2 separate regions of the Sus scrofa genome follow, and region 2 is linked to region 1. Evidence: chromatin contacts called from public Hi-C data. All regions are on one chromosome and are shown on one strand. Each heading gives the region's core, a stretch centred on a gene start, on an enhancer-like site or on the middle of the called end of the contact. The rest is flanking DNA. Distances are from core to core; before and after follow the strand shown.

Region 1 (6,204 bases), core at 2,120-4,619:
AGGACCGGAACTCCTCAGATTACTTCTTTACAAGGCTTATTACAAAGTAAAATTTAACTTACATTTCTATATACTGGGTTGTTCATTGTCTCATTAGCTCAAGTTGAGTCCGATTCAGAGTATGCCAATGGTGGGAGCCAAGGGGTAAAGGGGAGGGTGGAGAAAGCCTGATTTAAATGGGGGGGAAAAATCTTGAAATTTATAAATACCTTTTTAAAACTTGAGTTGAGATCAATTCCCTAAACACTTAGGCTCCTACTGTGTCCAAGACATTACACTTACCATGTACCAGGAGCTCTTCCAAGTGTGTTACATCTATGAAACTCATTAATTTATCACAACAATCCTATGAGGTAGTGTTGGAGACCTCAACACTTTCTGCTGCTGAACTCTGCAGAAAGCAATCTTGTTGTGTGGCAAAGCCAGAAAAGCCATGTATGCAAACGTAACAAGAGTTCTCAAGTACAGTGTCTCCTTCAAAGACGATAAGATTAACCATGTGATTCTATAAACAGCTGCACTACCTCCTAAGGGTATGCACCAGTAACTTCCTCGCTAGTAGTTCAGTAAGTGATAGCTTTGTTTTGCACTCTAGTCTCAGTCACCTTCCCTAATACAAGTCATGGGGGCGCTAAACTCTAGCACCCTTGTTCTGCTGAACAGAGTGCCCCCTGGTACACCACTTTCTAACTGTAAGAGTCTTGTGTGTTTTGTCATAAAGTGCAGTCCCTCTTTGAGGATCTCCGCCTGGAGCACAAGGTAAGTGTTAGGTGGTAAATGTAGATTGGAAAAGAACTAAAATGTTATTAGTTCTTTTGTTTGATGGCCTTGGAACAAAAATAATCTCATGGAGAAACTGTTCAACTTCCCTGTTTCTCACTCCATCACAAACCTGTGCTAAAAACAGAAACTATCCCTTTTCCTAATTAACTCACTTCTCCCTAAGCAGCAGGGTGCCTGAGTTCTCCCTGCTCCTTTTTCCCACTCTATTGGTAGATAAATCTACTTCAGATCTCATTGCTCCAGTCTCTGCCTCCTTCTTCCCCACCGTTCTAACAGTAGGCACTACTGCTGCCCCCATTTCACAGATGAGAAAATTGAGGAAGAACGTAAAGAATTTCCCCAAGATTGCATAGATGGCAAGTGGTAGAGGCAAGACCTGAAATTTAGCAGTCTGATTGCAGGAAGCAGGGTGTTAATCATTACAGAAGGTTTCCTAACACTACTTGTAGTTTATAGGATGGAAACCCTGGAAATGATCACTCTGGCCTTATGTAATATCTACCTGGAATTTTTTTTTTTTTTTTTTTTTTTTTTTTTGGTCTCTTTAGGGCCCACCCAGGGCATATGGAGGTTCCCAGGCTAGGGGTCTAATTGGAGCTGCAGCTGCCAACCTACACCAACCAGAGCAACACAGGATCTGAGCCCCTGCATCTGAGACCTACACCACAGCTCAAGGCAATGCTGGATCTTCAATCCACTGAGTGAGGCCAGGGATTGAATCCACAACCTCCTAATTCCTAGTCAGATTGTTTCCGCTGCCCCACAACGGAAACTGGTATTTTATGTAATGGTTCTCTTCTCCCAGAGATGTGCTCTGTGCTGCCTTCCCTCAACCCAATGTGCCACAAACAATTTAAAAAATAAAATAAGCAGCAGACCACATAGAAAACAATCTTAAGCAAACCTCTTCCTCAGTAACTTAGACCAACCACCTCATCATCATCTCCCATTCCTTATCTTGTAAAGATCAACAATTCCCCCCTGCTACGCCAACATTACTTCTCAAGCTTTGTGAAACTCACTGTATCCTGTAATTGAACATTTAACCAATGCTGATCCAATTTAATTAATAATTTTGTTTCATAACAGATACATTAGAATAAACTTCTCAGAGATGGCACACTTACCTTTAAATAGTTACTCCTTCATTATTTTGTATATTCCCATTTCCTTCCAAACATGTCAGTACCTGCATACAGTGTTTACTTCTTTGGTCCTAGGGACAGCAAGAAACATTTTATATAACTGTAGTTTAATATAAAACTTACACTTTATTTATATAAAACTCACTTAAACTTACAATAAAAAATACACGCTAAAAGTTTTACCGTGTATTTTTATTAGCGATGGGACAGTACTGTGCAAAACTGTGTTCCTTAAAGCTGTACCAAAAGCACACTAAGTTTACTGATTTTTTTTCTAAAAGGGTAAAGTAACAAAGAAACCAGGTCTGCCCTAAAATACCTTCACTTTTTAAGTGAGAATTTATGTGCGCTCCTCCTGGCCCATTATTATCCTATTATTTATTCTAAAACACTTTTCTTCATTGGATTAGTAAATGAGAATCCGGCCGCACTGGGAAAAAAACCCAAAAACAAAAAGTAACTAATTCATAAATGTTCACATCCAATAAAACTTCAATTGATTTACAATGAACAGGTGAATCAGGGAAAATCCGCAAACAAGCCCTGCGACCCGCCTATTAAAATGCACGCAGGCTCATTCACATCACCTGCAAGTTTCTTTATTTCGAAAGTAGGCACTTAGAGTATTACAAATAAATTGTTTTCACTGAAACGATTCCCTGAAAGCCTGCTGCTGAACTCGGGTCCCTAAGGACATCTGCTTCGGCAATTCCAGTCCCTGGAGAACATTTAAAATCCGTGCGCATTTATGCATTTAAAAATGCCTCGAGGAACTAACTTCCTCAGGAGCAGAAAGCATCCCCGGCATAATCGCGTTCGCGGGCCACTTGGAGACGTAACCTGAGCAATTCAGTTTTAGGAGGTTCAGGATAATGGGGGGCGGGGAGTAAAGGATCATTCGAGAAACACATACAAAACAAAAAATTTCTTTCCAAGCCGGAGACAGGAAACAATTAAAAACATCAGCTACTCTCACATCCACCAGCCTGACCAATCATCTTGGAGTTTAAGAAAATGCGTCCTCGCGGTCGCCACCCGCTACCTCTACCATGAGGAGTAAGGTGATCCACAGAAAACACCCGGCGAGGCGCCGCCCTCCCGGTCGCGCTCGGCGTCCTCTACTGCTCCGAGGCCGCCCGCGCCGCGGGAGGGCAGCGGGCCGCGGCCGGCGGGCCAGCCGAGCTCTGGGCGGTGGCCAGAGGGGCGCGCGAGCCGCGGGCCGAGGCCCAAGTCTCCCCCGCCACCACCAGCCCCGACTGCTACCCAGTCCCCGCCGCAGAACAAAAGCGCTCCCCGCCGCGCGCCCAGCCCCCGCCCCTGGGCACTTCGGCCCCCGGAGCCCCGCGCCCGGCCGAGGACCAGAGAATAGGAACGAGTGGCGGCCGGGAACCAGGTCTCTCACTTACCGATGGGCGCATAAACCAGCCAGAGCGAGCTGGGAGGACGCGTCTGCGGAGCGGCCCTGGAGTTTAAGTCAACTCGGGTCCGCCTCCAGGGGCGTGTCGAGCTGGAGGCCGGGCTCCCGGAACAGCTGGACTCCGCCCTGTGCGCAAAGGCAGCTGAGAGACCCGGTCCCCCGCGCAGCGCTGTGGTCCTAGTGCCACTCAGATGAAGTAGAGTCCGGGCCATCCCGGCTCACCAGTCATCTCCCGAGCTTGCAAAACATGTTCACGTTATCTGACGAAGAAAACTTCTCCAGCAGTGGCCCTCCGCCTTTAGCTTGCATTAGAATCTCGCGAAGGACTTGTTAAAAGGGTACTGAAGAGCATCACCAGCAAAACTGCCAATTCAGTAATTCTAACTCCGCGCTGAAAATGTATGTTTCTAACAAGGGAGATCATCCATTAATGCAAAGGACCCTTCTGAAAAAAAGGTAATAGGCTCTTTTTCTAGGAGGATTTTGATAGGAGAAAGTTGTGAAAATGAAGGGAAACCTCACCAAAATGAAGTTGGGAGGCCAGAAGAGGGAGCTCTCATGCAGTAAGTATCTCTCCATGTTAATTATAGAAAAAATTATAGGAAATTATAGGAAAAATTGTCAATTATAAGTCCAAACAGGAAAAGATGTACCCTTGGATCTCATTCAAGAAATAGAGCACTGGAGTTCCCGTCGTGGCTCAGTGGTTAAGGAATCCTCTAGGAACCATAAGGTTGGGTTCAATCCCTGGCCTTGCTCAGTGGGTTAAGGATCGCGCGTTGCTGTGAGCTGTGGTGTAGGCTGCAGACACGGCTCTGATCCCGAGTTGCAGTGGCTCTGGCGTAGGCTGGCAGCTACAGCTCCAATTAGACCCGGAGTCTTGGAACCTCCATATGCCACAGGTGCGGCCCTAGAAAAGGCAAAAATACCAAAAAAAAAAAAAAAAAAGAAGAAGAATAGACTACTGATACTAGAATCCAGGTTCTCATTCATGAAGTCAAAGAATGAACTTGGAGAACACACAGGCAAACAAAAGTCTTCATTACAGGAAGGCAGACAGCTCCCAGCACAGACACTGGGAAGGGGAGGAAGAGTTACCATCCTCTGATTTTCTTTTGTTGTTGTTGTTGTTGATAAATTTACTTATTTATTTTAATGATTTTTTTTCCATTATAGTTGGTTTACAAGTGTTCTGTCAATTTTCTACTGTACAGAAAGTCACCCAGTCAGACATATATATATATGTGTGTGTGTGTGTGTGTATATACATTCTTTTTCTCACGTTATCCTCCATCATGCTCTATCACAACTGACTAGATGTAGTTTCCAGGGCTATACAGCAGGATCTCCTTGTTTATCCATTCCAAATGCAATAGTTTGCATCTATTAACACCAGATTCCCAGTCCATCCCACTCCCTCCCACTTGGCAACCATAAGTCTGTTCTCCAAGTCATGAGTTTCTTTTCTGTGGAAAGGTTCCTTTGTGCTGTATACTAGATTCCAGATGTAAGTGATATCAAATGGTTTTTGTCTTTCTCTTTCTGACTTTACTAAGTATGAGAGTCTCTAGTTCCATCCACACTGTTGCAAATGGCATTATTTTGTTCTTTTTTACAGCTGAGTAGTATTCTATTATATATGTATGTATCTCACATCATCTTAATCCGTTCATCTGTCAGTGAACATATAGGTTGTTTCCATGTCTTGGCTATTGTGAATAGGGCTGCAATGAACATACACGTGCACATGTCTTTTTCAAGGAAAGCTTTGCCCAGAGTGGGATTGCTGGGTCATTATGGTAGTTCTATATTTACCATCCTCCAATTTTCTAAGGACGTTTTATCTCTTAAAAGTTGGGTACTTAAAAATGAATAAAAAGTAATTTCTTCCTGATTCCCAAGAATATCCCTAAAGGCAGCATAAATAAAGATTTGAAACTGGAAAAAAAAAAAAGAAAGAAAAAAGACAGGGGTACCAATGTGGGTCCTGGATATCAGTCCTTCTCCCTGTTGGCCTTGCCCAGCACCTGTATCAATCGGGCCTTGTCCAATAGGGGCTTAGGGTTAGGGTATGCTTGGTAAGTTTTATGGTCCTTTTGTTCTTTTCCCTAGACTTAGACTTGCTATTCTTTACATTCTTTTGCTAACAGCCAAAGGTATAGGTCAGAGGTTAATGTCCATCTTGAAGTAAAACAGATGTACTTTCAATAGTTAATCTTCCAACGAGCAAGGCCTGCTTGTCTAGATTTGTTTTTACAAACCTTAAACCATGGACATTAATCAGGGACTATATCAAAGCCCATGTTCCTACACTAACTACCTGAATTCTTATTCTGCTTCACTACCACAGCAACTCAGCCAGTGAAAAAGTGTCATCACCCTCACTTTTCACTAATGCACTTTTCCTTCAAAAGAACTCCTTCCAAATTCTTCCTTTTTCTCCGTAAAATAACTTTCCTTTGTTTGTTGGATTTGCCTGTGGCTTTTGCTATAGCTTACTTGACATGAATTGCATTTCATTACCAAGTCCAAACTCATACCACTTGCTGCCTGACAGGCCAATAATTAAGAGAGATGAGCCATTCAGAGATGGAATGATGACTTTATTCAGAAAGGCAGCAGAGAAGATGGCAGATCAGTGTCCTAAAGAACTATCTTACCCAAATTAGAATTCAGACTTTTTTTATACTAAAAGGGGTGGAGGTGTGGCTGACTTCTTTGGGCAGGCCAGACCCCCTGAGGAGATACGATAAACCTTTGTTTTTGCAGCTATTCAAGTAGGTTTGGTATTCCTGTAAACCTCCCAAACAAACATCATTCTCTTCTGCAACTTTTTAATCTCTGTAAGAATGAAAATTG
Region 2 (5,762 bases), core at 1,874-4,373, 630 kb after region 1:
CAGGGCAACGCCAGATCCTTTAACCCACTGAGCAAGGCCAGGGATCGAACCTGCAACCTCATGGTTCCTAGTCAGATTCGTTAACCACTGCGCCACGAAGGGAACTCCTTACTACATATATTCTTTACACAAACTTTCAAAAGAAAAGGCATTCAAGGTATGTATTTATATCTTATATAAATATTCATTTTTATATTTATATAAAGATATCTTACAAGCAATAATTGAAGTCTGAAAAACATTATTATATTTGCACTTTTCATACTTTCAAAAGTGAAATTTGAAATTTCTAAAGTGAAATTATTTTTGGAAGGTCTTTCATAAACCAAATAAGTACTTGAGACAACCTGGGCCAAATTTAAAAAATCCTTTTCAGAAAGAAGAAGGTGGAAGCTTATGCTTTGAGCCCAGTTTGCCACTAAACTGGTTATTAAACCTGATTTATTATGATATGGACAGGCATCATATCAGTTGAGGTGACCATTATAACTTCCAAACTCATTTTAGGTTAAATATAAAAATTCCAAACTAAAGCTTTTTTTTCCTTGAGATAAATCTCTAATACTAAGTTTGAAAATATCCATTGATTTATTATTTTACAAAAATTCAGAATTCATTATGTGCTCTGCACTGTTTTAGACACTAGAAGACAAAAGTGAATACAATATAAAATTCTTGCCCTTAGGAAGCTAACGTTTTAGTGAGGGGTGTCAGGTTTTTTCTCCTTTGTAGGTATTTAACGTATGGTTTCATATACAGTTATAGAAATAGTATGCTATAGAGCCTACAGAAAAAAAAGAAGCATTAATTGAAGACTTGAGAAGTGGGTTCATCGTGTGTGTACCAGGAACTGGCTTTTGCATTAAATTAGCATTTCAGAAATATCTATCTATTTATTTTTTTCAGTTTGATATTTCTTTTTAATTACTCTATTTTACTACATTTATAGTTGTACAACGATCATCATGACCCAATTTTGTAACATTTCCATCCCAAACCCCCAGCACATCCCCTCACCCCCCAACCTGTCTCATTTGGAAAGCATACATTTTTCAAAGTCTGTGAGTCAGTATTTGTTCTGCAAGGAAGTTCATTGTGTCTTTTTTTTAGATTCCACATGTAAGTGATACCATATGATGTTGATGTCTTGCTGTCTGACTGACTTCACCTAGCATGATAATTTCTAGGTCCATCCATGTTGCTGCAAATGGCATTATTTCTTTCCTTTTAATGGCTGAGTAATGTTCCATTGTGTACATGTACCATATCTTCTGTATCTAGTCCTCTGTCGATGGACATTTTGGTTGTTTCTATGTCTTGGCTATTATACTGCAGTGCTGCAATGAACATTGGAGCACATGTATCTTTTCGAGTCATGGTTTTTCTCTGGATAGATGCCCAGGAGAAGGATTGCTGGATCAAATGGTAATTCTGTTTTTAGTTTTCTGAGGAATCTCCATACTGCTTTCCACAGTGGTTGTACCAAATTACAATCCCACCAACAGTGTAATAGAGTTCCTTTTTCTTCACACCCTCTCCAGCATTTATTGTTTGTAGACTTTTTTTTTTTTTTTTTTTTTGGTCCTTTTGCCATTTCTTGGGCCACTCCCTTGGCATATGGAGGTTTCCAGGCTAAGGGTCGAATCGGAGCTGTAGCCACCGGCCTACACCAGGGCCACAGCAACACTGGATCTGAGCTGCGTCTGCAACCTATACCACAGCTCATGGCAACTCGGGACCTTAACCCACTGAGCGAGGCCAGGGATCGAACCCGCAACCTTATGGTTCCTAGTGGGATTTGTTAACCACTGAGCCACAACGGGAACTCCTGTTTGTAGACTTTTTAATGATGGTCATTCTAGCCAGTGTAAGGTGGTATCTCAAAGTGGTTTTGATTTGCATCAGAAATATCTAAGTCCACATTGTTGACACTACAGTGAAAGCAGTGAAACTTGTCAGCAGATGATTAAGTTTTATGGTTAATGTCCACACTTTTGCATCTTGGGACCAATATCAAGTTTCTGGGAAAAACATCCTTCCTGTCTCCCCATGTCTGTCATTAAATCAGTGTCTCAGCCTGTTGGTGTTAGATGTGTTCTTGGAATAAAGGTGTACCACAATTATTTTTTTTCCATTTTTCACTTATTGGTCTGAGATTTACTTCAGTTCTTCAGTTTTTTTTTTTTTTTTTCTCTTCTGGGGCAAGAAGCATTTAGATTGTTGGTTTATTACATATTCCATAAGGGAAACTCTGCATTTCACCGGCAACTTTTTCAATTCCCAAGACCACCAGTTGGTGGTATTATTTCTGGGTGATTGGATCACCCTTTACTAGCAGCTGGAGGTGGGATGTGTGTCCCTAGATTACTGGCTTTCCACTATAAAAGAAAAGCGACACTATTCCCACGGAAATTAACAACTCTTCAACTGCAACAGGCTTGAAATCTTAAGGCCAAAGTGGAGAAAAAAACTGAATTATTATGGAGTGGGTTACTCTTTGAGGAGTGCAGACGGGAGCTGGTGAATGAACAGAATGTCAAAATGGGACTTTATTAAACGACTCATTAAAACTGCAAGAAAGACAAATCTCCGTTGGCCTCAGAGAATTTAAAAAAAAAAAGATTCAAAAACCCTTTTTCAAGCAAAACTTAGGAAACATGGGAGAAGTATTAATTCAATCTGGGCGCTTGGAAGACCACCTCCCCTGCCACTTCAGTTCAGACACTGGGCAGAGATGTGAAAATTTTGCAAAAACAGCCTTCAAAACTATTTTTCAACGCGAAACGGTGTGCGCGAAAAGCTTCCGAGTGTAAAGTACGACACGCAGCCCAGTGTTCTCCCTGGGTTGCTAACCTTTCCGCCTTTCCCCTCTCGCCACTCCCCCTTAGCCTGGGCCTCCAGCCAGGGGGCGTTTGTTTACGTGACGTCACCGTAGTAAGCAGTCCCCGCCCCCGTTTCCCTGTGGCCGCCGCGTTTCCCGCGCCGCGGCGCTTCTCCCCTTAAAAGGACAATAGAGGCCTCGGGAGCGCGCGCGGCCGCCGGGCCTTCTCCCCTCCCAGCCCTCGACGCGCGCGCGCCCGTATGCAAATAAGTTCGATTCAGGAGAATTTTGTACCAGGAGCTGCGCGTGCGCAGAAGGAAAGCGGAATCTACACCTTCCCCGCCAGCCGTGGCAACTGCAGAACTGCAGGAGACAATCTTTCTAGACAAGGCAGTTGAGGAGGAGGGAGCGATTGGAGCGTGGGTTGGCTTGGCGTGCACTCCCCACCTCTGAAACATTATTGCGCGTGGAACGGTTGCTTCTGGAAGGTGAGTGACTCTAACCATTACTGCGGTGCAAAACTGTCTCAGGAGGCTTTGATTTCGGAGTGGCTTTTTTTCTCTTTTCACCTCACCTCACCACCTCCCCCAGTCCTTCCACAGACACACACGCACACATTCATATACGCACACAGGAAGTTTTGTCTTGGAGATGGCATTGCTTGGAGCGCGGTTTTCGTGGTCCTCAGACCCCAGATTCTTTGTATCTGCATGTTTAGTGTGTCCTTTTTAATTGGGGAGGGTATTTGAGGCAAACCGAAAGTCTTGGGGTGGGGGAAGTGAGTGAAGCCTGGAAGAGTGAGGAGTCGCCGGAGTTGAGGGGTCCACATTGAAGGTGACAATGACTTTTCTCAGCCGCAGTGCTCGCTGGCGAAAAGGAGCCTGGTGGCTGAAAGGCCCGAGAGAAAACGAGTTGCTGGCGACTGCCGAGGGGCCCTGGGTCGGTGCACCCGCGTGGGCGCGCGCCCGGGAGTGGCCGGGCGCCGTTGTTGGACCTCGTGGTTGAGTTTCTTGCCCCCCCACCCCCGGCGCGTGTTTAGATGAGTGTGGACAATGAATGCCCCTCGCTCGAAAACTAAGTTGCGTCTACTTGTGAGCTGGCCGGCGGAGGAGGTTTAAATTGGCCTTTCGGCTTGGTGCCGGCATGGCCGGAGTGCATGCGGGTGGCGTTGTCCGCCCAACTCCGGAGGGATGCGGATGCGACAATGAGCAGCACGCGGCCGCTCGGAAGCGGCCCCGGCTCTGAAACGCTTCTCCCCAGGGCCGCGCCCAGGCAGCGCAGGCGTTCGGGGTGTCTGGAGCCTCAAGTTTGGTCCGCAATTTATTCACCTGTAGCGTGGTTTGGGCGCCGCGGCGCTCTCTAGGGCCACGGTGTACGGCTTAAGATGGCCAGTCGGAGTCAAGTTGACTTGGGGATGGAGGCAGCGGCGTTGTCTGCGCCGGAGGAGTGCGGGAACTCAGGAGGGCACTGCTTTTTGTGCCGAGCGTGACAGACCACGTGCTGGGGCTGCGACCCGGGTTTGCTCCCAGGTCCGGCTGAGCCTCTGGCTCGCGGTCAGCCGGGAGATGCGGGTGCTGTCGGGGCCGGCCGGCAGGACAATGTGACTTGCTGATGATGGCGTCTTGCCAGTTTCAAAAGCAGAGTGAAAGTCGCCAACTCTCGGCCGGTGCAGGGCGGGGAATCCGGGCGTTTCTCATCAAGGACATTGCAAAACTTTGATTAAATGGCCCCGCTGCTAGGGGAGGACGGCAGGACCGGCCCCGGACTTTTGGGACGTGGGGTCCGGCCCCTTCCCCTGGGCGATCGTCTAGTATCTCCCTCAGAGAAACAATCCCACGTCCCTCCTGCTGCACGTAGGCAGCGCCCAGCTGGACAGAAAACAAAGAGCCGCATGTGCTGTTGCGGGCCCGGCGGGCGCTCTGGGCGGCCGCCGGGCGGAGGGCCGTGCAGGCCTGGCCCCCCGAAGTTCGGGCGAGTTTCGGAAGGGGCTTTTGTCCCTCGGCCTCTCGCGGGGAAACTTTCGCGGCGCTACTAGTGCGCGGTGCGGGTGTGCGGAGAGGCAGCGTGCTTCCGCGCGGCCAGCGGCAGCCGAGGGGCCCCGCGCTGGAGCCCGGGCGCTGGCTGCTGCGACGACCGAGGGCTCGGCCAGCTCCCCGGGACCGGCGCCTGCGTCTGGGAGGTCTGTGGATCCGCCTTTGAAGTCGAACTGTTGCCATGTTTGAATTACGTCAGGGCAAAGCCATGAGGAGGAACAAGCCCCGGCAACGCGGCGTGCGGGAGGCGCGGCCTGCGGGAGGCGCCGGGCCGGCCGGGTGGGCGGGCGGGCGCAGGGCCCGTTGTTCCGGCGCAGGTGAGGGAGGCGGCAGCGAGGGACGCGCTCGGTTCCCGCCGCTGCCGCTGCCGCCGCCGCCGCCGCCGCCCCCGCCCGGGCGGGCAGCTCTCCACAGGAACTTTCCTCCCGACCGCAGTTGTGTTTACGCACCGATCCGCCTGGGAGCGGTTCTGTTTGCTGCCTGGGTGTCTCTGTGTCGGCCGTCGCCGCGTGCCGGGGTGTGTGTATGTGGGGGGAAGCGCAGCCTGGGGCGGCCGCGGAGCACCGGAGTGGGAACCGGGAGGCGTTTGACTGCTTTCGGGGAAACCCGCGAGCGCGGCGAGGGCCCCCCCACCCCAGCCGAGCCGTGCGCAGCCCGCACGATCAGGGGACTCAGCCCCGACGACACCCAAAAACCACCGCGGGGAAGTTTGGGGACTGCCGTTATCCTACAAAGGGAAGTGAGGACTGTGAGCGAATCGTGGGTGCAGCTCTTGTCTTTGTGTGTTTACGTGGGGGGTGGGGGGCGGCAGGGGCGGGGGCTGTTTGGGTAGCGGGGCTTCTTGGGGTGGTAGGGCGGTGCAGAGTTTGCTCTAGAAACTCTGACCCTCGTAGGTTTCTTTGTTTTTA

Evidence for each region. A called contact is a pair of places that touch in the nucleus more often than the background predicts.
Region 2: a Hi-C map of heart right ventricle shows a contact between it and region 1, with 5 times the contacts expected there. The contact joins the promoter of FAM60A here to the promoter of KIAA1551 in region 1. A contact is called at or near these places in 1 of 47 Hi-C or Micro-C datasets (heart right ventricle) and 1 of 2 datasets of contacts at active chromatin or transcription factors (alveolar macrophages).

The regions. Positions count from the first base shown.
Region 1 is chr5:42,296,123-42,302,326 of Sscrofa11.1, forward strand. KIAA1551 (KIAA1551 ortholog) reads right to left here and starts at 3,370. Exons shown (of 6, transcript NM_001243821.1): 1 at 3,335-3,370; 2 at 1,911-1,999. LOC100511509 (a long non-coding RNA gene) reads left to right here and starts at 3,507. Exons shown (of 3, transcript XR_001308761.2): 1 at 3,507-3,908.
Region 2 is chr5:42,927,322-42,933,083 of Sscrofa11.1, forward strand. FAM60A (protein FAM60A) reads left to right here and starts at 3,124. Exons shown (of 6, transcript XM_021092101.1): 1 at 3,124-3,309.